Regions from separate parts of the Ovis aries genome. Here region 2 is linked to region 1. A link is a contact called in public Hi-C data. All regions are on one chromosome and are shown on one strand. Each heading gives the region's core, a stretch centred on a gene start, on an enhancer-like site or on the middle of the called end of the contact. The rest is flanking DNA. Distances are from core to core; before and after follow the strand shown. Region 1 holds the start of SNX20 (sorting nexin 20). Region 2 has its middle 74 kb from the start of CYLD.

Evidence for each region. Hi-C and Micro-C count contacts between places; a contact is called where the count stands out from the background.
Region 2: a contact with region 1 is called in a Hi-C map of hypothalamus, with 6 times the contacts expected there. The contact joins the enhancer-like site here to the promoter of SNX20 in region 1. A contact is called at or near these places in 14 of 16 Hi-C or Micro-C datasets (blood, hypothalamus, liver and 7 more).

The regions. Positions count from the first base shown.
Region 1 is chr14:18,599,366-18,603,773 of ARS-UI_Ramb_v3.0, forward strand. It overlaps SNX20 (sorting nexin 20), which reads right to left and starts at 2,302. Exons shown (of 4, transcript XM_015100433.3): 1 at 2,191-2,302.
Region 2 is chr14:18,731,922-18,736,329 of ARS-UI_Ramb_v3.0, forward strand. No RefSeq gene overlaps it. Among named protein-coding and RNA genes, the nearest start is that of CYLD, 74 kb to the left of the region's middle. Within about 2 kb of position 1,895, at least 11 of the 54 cell types and tissues checked have an H3K27ac peak or open chromatin away from gene starts, as enhancers often do. A contact at or near this core is called in hypothalamus, where this site is marked.

The sequences.
Region 1 (4,408 bases), core at 1,052-3,551:
GTCAGAATCCTCTCCCTGGTACTTAGGGGAGGGTGGGCGGTGGGAGTCCTGGGGTTTAGTTTATGTTTACCTATGCTTACCTGGTTTGGGACCCAGGTAAGTGAGCAAGATGAGCTGGTGCCTGGAAGCTATTTAACATTTCTGGGCCTCAGCTACCTATGAAAGGGGCATAATAAGCTTCCTGAGGCTGGTGTGAGGGCTAAGTCGGGCACACCACGCAAAGCTTTAGCTCAGGGCTGTGCAGGTCCCAGGCACCGAATAATGGTCTCTCTTAGTGTCTGACATGTGATAGATGCTCTGGGAAATATTTGAGAAATAAATGACTCTGAATTAATGTGTAAATTGGAATACAATTTAAAATGTTTGAGACAAATTAGAAAAGGGGACAATTGAAACACCGGCTCAGATGGAGTAGCTGGGGTACCACTTAGGCACAGAAATTCCAAACAGAAGGGTGCAGGTGGCCTCATCTCCTTCTTAATATGCTTGGATCCCTTAACACGCTCAATGTCCCTTAACCCTCGGGCGTTCTCCAGGGAGGTCTGTGCTGTTGTCCAGTGGGTAGCTCTCTAGAACCCTCCATCCAGCCTCACCCTAAACAGACAGGAAACTGGAGCACAGAGCAGGGCATGGGTGACCCAGGGCTGCACGTGCTTGAATACCTTATAGTTTTTTCCCCTTAAGGAGTCTTGACCAACTGTGGATCCATAGGCAAGTTATTTAATTCTAAGTCTCAGTTTTCCAATCTGCGAGCTGTGACTACCCACCCTGTCTTGCTGACAAGATGATAGATGGCGAGGAACAGGTTCTCTATATTCTGGTAGGTGCCCAGGCAAGATAGCAGATGATCCACATGCTGTCTTATCTAAGGGACTTTTGGTAGCCAGGACTCTGGGGGGCTCAGTGATTCCTGTGGGCGCTCCTATGCACCTGCCTCAGTTAGCTCATCTGTAAAATGGGTGATGGCGAGGAGAACTGGCCTCAGTGGTCCCTGATCTAGCTCTGCTGTCTTATTCAGGCAGCTGGTGCTAGGTCAGAAACACTGTTTGCCCAGCGACCCCGTGAGACCCCAGGAATGATGGCCTTGGTGGGGCATTCCACAAAAGACCTGGGAAAGCTGAGCATGAACACAGGCTTAGAATAAAAATCAAATTCAGCAGCCAAAGCTAACTCTTGGAGGTTTCCTTTTATGGGATGGGCTGAGACTGGAAAGTGGCAAGGGCTGCATCCACGGAGGCTCTAGTCCTCAGTTTCCCCATCTATGAAGTGGGGAAAGCAGTCCTGTCACTCCAAAAGCTCTTTGGGGGACAGCTGTATATGGGGTTCTGTGGGCCCTTCCCTCCCATCTCCCCACTCCACAGAGCAAAGATGTCTAGACTTTACAATAAAATATGACAAGTGTTGGTGCTCTTGGCTTGGGGGCCTGTAAGTGGCCCAGCGAACAGCAGAGTCCCAGCCCCTCCACCATGCAGCTCCCAGGAGCGATCTCCTTGTTCCTTCCCTCCCAGGCACCCTGAGCATCTCCTCTCCCTCCAAGGACCGCCCTCCAGGCTGGTCTTCTGATGCTGATGGGCACACAGGGCCCCCTTCAGAGCCCACGCTACCTCTCTGAGGGCCTGCAGGGGGCTTTCCGTCAGGGGTGAGAGGCCAGCAGAGCAAAGCACCCTGGTCTGATCCAGGAAGCAGCAGATCCTGGACCTTGGACGAGCATACTCACGAACGTAAGCGTCCATCACAATTGCAGCTTCCTCGGGGGTAGGGATGGGGGTGGAGGTGTCAAACGCTTGTAAAAAAAGCAGACTTCCTGTTCCAAGTCAGAGAGTCCCATCTATAGGTTCTGGGGTGCGCCCTGGATTCTGCATTTTGATCCAGATCCGAGGGCTGTGCTGAGACAAGTGTTCCCTGACACCACTTTTTGAGAAACACAGGTGTGGTGGCATATTCCCCAGGCTCAAGAAGGGGTGCAGAGGCGCCTGGCACTTCAAAAGGAATTGGGGTGATGGAGGGTCAAGGAGCTGCTCCAGTATGCTAAGGGGAGCCCCTCATATCTGAGGGGAGCCCCGTGTATCTGTCACCAGCCCTACCCCCTCCCACCCTGCCCCCCAGAGGTACCGAGGGCTGGTCACAGGAGGAAGTGGCTCAGGGTCACAAGCGGGCAGAGGCCTGCTGAGCTTGGGATCAGACACTGACCTGAGGCCTCTGGTCCTGCGCGTGTCCAGGGGTCCTGGAGACGTGTCACACAGCCCCCTTCAGCTCTCCATTCCAAACTCGGGCTGAGCAGGTCAGTGGCTGCCGCTCTGCTAAGTTCCCCGTATGAAAACAGGAAATAGGCTGTGTGACCCGCTCCCTGTCGCCCCTGCTGATTGGCTGATGAGAGACGGTAGGTAATGAACTCGGCTGATAGACTGAGCTGCCCCTCTGGGCAGGATCTGGGAGGTAGCGGCGGGCCTGCATCTCAGTTCCCACAGCCTTGCAGCAGCTTGGCAGACCCTCAGGGTCCTCGACAACCTCTAGCATTTGGATAAAAGCTCTTTAATGTTCATTATCCTACCCTAGTGGAGAAGGAAATGGCAAGCCACTCCAGTATTCTTGCCTGGACAATCCCATGGACAGAAGAAGCTGGTGGGCTGCAGTCCATGGGGTTGCCTTACAGAGTCAGACACAACTGAAGCGACTTAGCACAGCACGTCCTACCCTAATGAGCTAGGCATGGTGGGGGCCATCCTGCTTCATGGACAGATGAGGCAACTGAGGTTTGGAGCAGAGAGCTGGTGGGATGCGGAGCAGGGCCAGATGAAGGGCGTGGGGGGTTAGATTCAGAGTGCCTGTCTCTAGCAGAAGATGCATCCCACACAGCTGATGCAAAGTACCAGGGAGGCCAAACCTCTGGGCAGTGGTGTGATTTATAGCCACAGTGCTGTGGCCAGAGGGCAGGAGGCTGGGGCCAAACAAAAAAAAGTAAAGGCTTGCCAGCACCTCCCCCACCCTCTAAGTCCAGCACGTGTCTCTTCCTCCCCCTCCCCAGTCCTGATTCTGATGGGGGTAAGCTCCTTGCTTTTCTTTGTAATTTATCACCTACTAACAGATCCCCAGACAATAAAGTTTCATTTTACTCACTTTATTTATGTATTAGCTGTGCTTGGTTTTCACTGCTGCGGGGGCTTCTCATCGCCGTGGTTTCTCTGTTGCACAGCACAGGCTCTAGGGTGCACAGGCTTCAGTAGCTGTGGTTTCCAGGCTCTAGAGCACAGGCTCAGTGGTTGTGGCACACGGGCTTTGTTGCTCTGCAGCATGGCATCCCAGGCCAGGCATCAAACTTGCGTCCCCTGCACTGGCAGGCGGATTCTTTATCACCGAGCCGCTAGAAAAGCTCAGACAACTTTTACTAATTTTTTGAGTTAAAAGCTGAACTACCCATACTGTTTATAAGCTTTGGTTTATACTGTTTATAGGCCTTGCTTCTTTCATTCAGCATTTCTATGGATAAGATTAATCAGTCTGTATGTGTTTAGCTAAAGTTTTTTTTTTTCATTTTCCCTGCTATATTGCTACATTATTTGAATACCTCAGTATTTATCCTTTTTTTTTTTTCTGTAGATGCACATTTGGGTGGTTGCTGGTTTGGGCCATCATGATCAGTGCCACTGGGAATATCCTTGCACATTCATCCAAGGGCAGGTATATCTAAATTGAAGTTACTGGGTCTCAGAGTATAAATGGCTTCAACTGTACTCAGTTATACCAAACCCTTTTCCTGAGTGGTTGTGTCATTCTGCAGCCACACCAGCAGTGTAGGAATGTTCTAGAAGTTTCGCATCCTCATGTACATTTAGTATGGTCAGTTTTTTTTTTTTTCCAGTCATTCCAGTGGGTTTGCAGCGGTATCTCACCATGGTTTTAAGTTGCATTTCCCTTAATGACTGGTGAGTGTGAGCATCTTTTCATTGGCTAATTTGCCATCCTTCTATTGTCTTTGGTGAAAGGCCTGTTCAAGTCCGTGTCTCATTTTTTTTATTGGATTATTTTCCTCCCTGATATCTTTTATGTGATGATTAGGTACATGTGCGTCTCAGTATCATTTCCCATCCTATGGTTTGCATTTGTTCCCTCTATAATGAGGTCCCTTGAGAAACAGAAGTTGCCAACTTTAAAGCGTTCAACCATATCAATCAACGCCATACCTTGGATATTGTTCAAGCAACGGACTTGAACAGACCTTGGACATTGCTCCTTTATTGTTCTTTATGGTTATTTCTGCAACAGCTGTGAAGCTTAAGATGACGTAAGATGCACAAAGCACTTAGGACGATGCTGGTAGCTAGCAAGTAATATACAAACACAAGCAATTTTTGTTATTCTACAAACATTTCTGGTTCGCCTTTCTCATTTAGCGCTGTTGAATACCCTT
Region 2 (4,408 bases), core at 645-3,144, 130 kb after region 1:
ACAAGTGTGTGTTTTATTCTTTCTGGCCTCTGCGAAATGTAGACTGTTTTGCTGAGATCTACTTCCAAGCTACGCCCTGTATGTTACCCCTGGGGGGTGGGATAGGCAGCCGCAGGAAAGACTTAAGTCCTGTTTCAGGTTCCTGTGCAAGAGGTCACGTCCCCAGAGAGGCCTTCTCAGACCACACTGGCCTCTGGTGTGCTGGTAAGTGTTTAACAGCCAGCTCTCCAGGGAGAAAGCAAGCCTGGATCTGTAGTGTTTGCCAATTTTGAGGTGTAAATACTCTCAGTGTGGCTGACTGCAAGCTGCCAGTGACATCCCTGAAGGTGGTGCTTAGAAGAGATGCAGCTGGGATTAGCACACAAGTACATAGCGCTTCCACCGTGCAGACAGAAACAGCTGAGCGCAGACCTCAGTTCATACCGCTGAGTATGGCGGGGGCGACCAAACCCAGCTCCTTGCCTGTACTTTTTCCTGGCTGTGCTAGGTCTCTGTGGCTGCTCGGGCTGTTCTCTAGTTGCTGCAAGTGGAGGCTGCTCCCTAGCTGCGGTGTGCTGGCTTCTCAATGCTGTGGCTTCTCTTGTTGCGGAGCAGGGTCTCTAGGGTACTCGGACGTCAGCAGTTGCAGCATGTGGACTCAGTTGTGGCTTCCGGGCTCTGGAGAACAGGCTCAATAGCTGTGGCTCAGGTGGTTAGCTGCAGGTGGGATCTTCCTGGATGAAGGATCAGACCCATGTCTCCTGCATTGGCAGGCAGACTCTCACTGCTGAGCCACCAGGGAAGTTCCCATCGCTTGTTTCTGATAACATTTTATTTCAAGACAGTCATGCCCATTCATATGACATACTTCTGGCTGTGTTCATGCGCCAGTGGCAGAGTTCAGTAGTTATGATAGGCCCTGTATGCCTCGTAGAGTCTGAAATATTTACTATCTGGTCCTTTAGGGAAGAAGTGTATGTATCAATAGATAACTGTTACATGTAAAATAATTAGGAAGGAATGAGTTTTAAATAAGACTTAATGGTAACTTTAAAATATAACTTAATTGTAAGTTTATATAATTTAACACTAATAATGGGTGTTTTAGGAGAGGGTGATATGTATGCGGAGAGTAACATGGAAACTTACGATACCATATGTAAAACACATAGCCAATGGGAATTTGCTGTATGACTCAGGGAACTCAAACAGGGGCTCTGTATCAACCTAGAGAGGTGGTATGGGGAGGGAAATGGGAGGGAAGTTCAAGAGAGAGGGGATATTTATATTCCTATGGCTGATTCATGTTGATGTTTGACAGGAAATAAAATTCTGTAAATCAACTCTCCTTCAATTAAAAAATAAATTAAAAAAAAAAAGAATTGACTCATGGAATTCCTGAAAATTGAAGGACTGGTTTTGTGGGCCGGTGGGACCCAGGTCCAGCTCAGCACCAACATCCTCTAAAATGCCCCTGCAGGCACTTTTTGCCCCTGAGGCACCTCTCCTGGGACCTAGTGGTTTATCAAGGTCTGTTTTTGCACTAGAAGCAGGGTTTTTCCTTCAGTTCCTTCAGTTCTCTTTCCTTAGCACCTTGAACAGGGCATGGCACGAGTAGGTACTCAGCTATTTGCTCAATGAAAGAAGGAACTTTCTACAGCTTTTTATGTATAGAAGCCATGCCATTCACTATTGTTGATGTGGTCAGAATCAGATCAGTGTCTTCGTCTCTTTTGAGAAAATACAAGAGGTCTCGGCTTCTGGTTCCCCACATAATGCTTCCTCTCAGAAGTGGAGACATCGTGAAACTTCCCTCATAAGGCCTGATGAACTCGAAACTGTATACATTCAGACTGCCTATCACAGCCTGGTACGCGGTAACCCCTCAGTAAACGGCAGCCGCTGGTAGCAGCAGCTGTAGTGATGATTGTCATAATAGAGAACTTGAGAGACAAGTTGCAATCTAACCAACATGTCTCTTCCTCTCTTTGCCCTCCACGATCTTATTTTCATGACATATTCTCCAGTCTCTTTACTGCCTTTTAAGATTTAACTGTTCCTATGCCTCTGGTCCTCCTGGTGCAGCACCGCCATCTTGTGGTCATAGTAGGTTATGTGACCGTCCTAGGTCTTAACTCCCAGCTAACAAGAGTTTGGGTGAACTCCGGGAGTTGGTGATGGACAGGGAGGCCTGGCGTGCTGCAATTCATGGGGTCGCAAAGAGTCGGACACGACTGAGCGACTGAACTGAACTGAACCCCGCAGCCAGCTCCCAGGTTTGGGAAGCAGCAGGTGATTTTTTGTTTAAACAAATGTGTCAGTTAGTCAAGGCTACAAATTACACCCAGGAAGGTCTAAGCTCTCTGTGATGTTTCTTCTTGTGACTGTCCTCTGTCTCGGTCTTTCCTTTACTCTTCTCTCCATCTGTGTTGAGTGTTCAGTCTCCTTTTACAAACGGTATTTAAAATGAGTTAGTGCCATCTGCTGGGGGAACGACGTAAGGTCTGGTGTGAGCGCTTCTCTAGGGGACCTGCCAAGAAAATAGCCTACCAATCAATCCCTAGCTTAATGGGAAGAAAGTAAGTAAATCATAGGGTCCTGATGTCAAGCCCCTAGATTGGTATGTGTTTCTCTTTTTGTTGTTGCTGCTGCTGCGTCGCTTCAGTTGTATCCGACTCTGTGCGACCCCATAGACGGCAGCCCACCAGGCTCCCCCGTCCCTGGAATTCTCTAGGCAAGAACACTGGAGTGGGTTGCCATTTCCTTCTCCAGTGCATGAAAGTGAAAAGTGAAAGGGAAATTGCTCGGTCATGTCCGATTCTTAGCGACCCCACGGACCACAGCCTACCAGGCTCCTCCGAACAAGGGATTTCCCCCGCAAGAGTACTGGAGTGGGGTGCCATCGGCCTTCTCCGTCTCTGTGTTAGAAACATTCTTCTCTGGGGGTCCGGAGTGCAGAGGAAAGACTCTCAGGGTGAGCTGCACAGCTACTGAACTAACTTTGCGACAGTGGAAGTTGTCAGGGTCTCAGCATGAAAATCAACCAGACTCTCATCGGTGTTTCCCAAGAGTGGTTTGTGGACCACTGCATCGGAGTCATCCGGGGCCTTAAGAATGCAGGTGCAGAGGGCCCGCACAGAACTACAGGATCACGTCTCAGCGGGCAGCCCTGGCAGCGCACTCTGAACACCTCCCCCTCCGCCCCACTGAATGAGTCTTGCACTCGCTTTGCGTGTGTTTGAGAAACGCCACCCTAGATCCTGCCTCTGTGGAAAAGACCTTTTTTCCCCAGCAAAATCCAGAAAGGGTTTGCATTTAGGTGACATCTTGCATAAACTGCTTTTTGTGTGAGCGAGAGGGGGAATTGCTTGCAAAATTGCGGCTCCTTCCTTCACTCCGTTTGTCGTGTGGGTTTAGTGGGCGCAGACCCAAAGGCCTGGACCAACTCGCGGCATGCTGCCGCAAGTCCCATCTCCCCAGCTTGCACCCACCGTCTCCCCAGCTCTGCTTGCCAGGTGGGATAAGACCGGTCCACACTCCCTCACTCAGGTGCAGCCCTGCAGCCTGGACCTGCTGTTCCCCAGCGGGGTCACTTCACAGAAAGCCCAGGGCTGTGTTGGAAAGATTCCAGACCCGGGGGTCGCCCCCTCCCTGGTTGCCTTTCTCTGGCCTGCTTCTCCATTCCTCAACATAGTCTCTGCTGTCCTCTGGCACTCAGGGGCTCTGCCACGTTCCAAGCCGCACCCCCACACTCACCTCTAAGGATGTCTAGGCCTGCTGCACGCACAAATCTCTCCTCAGCCCAGTGACTTCTTCTGCTTTATTTCCTCTTCAGTTCCCTGGCTCTGAACAGTTACACACAGGTTGTGAGTCATGTGGGGGTTCCATCCACGTGCACAATTTTTCAAAAGCCTGAATGTTTTCCTTCTACCTGGCAATGCTATTGCTCCGCCATTTTTCTCAGGATGTGATTACCAGGATGCCCAAGATTCGCTGTAAGACCACAAATGCTCTGCTTATAGTGTGGCTACACTTGAGACGCTTAAGTGTGTAGGGCTCTGATCAATTTCTGGTATAGATGTTTGGAGTATTTGGCGGTCGTTGATGATACTTCTGGAACATTTTTTTTTTTTAGTGACAGGAGCCAAATTCCACAATGTATTAGGAGAAAAAAGTAGATGATGAAACACGCTTTGTAATAGATCTAATTTTGTTCATACAAAAGTCTGTATAAATGTACTAAAAGTTAGCAGTGAATATACTGACTGCATAGATTACTGTGACCACAAAAGATTCTGACATTTTCATCTTTTTCTTTTATCAGTATCATACACATCAAAACCCGTGTTTGACTGAGTGACAGGATACGCAGGGAGGTGGCTAGGAAGGGCCACATATCAGGAGATAACAGGAGTGACAACGTCTGTGA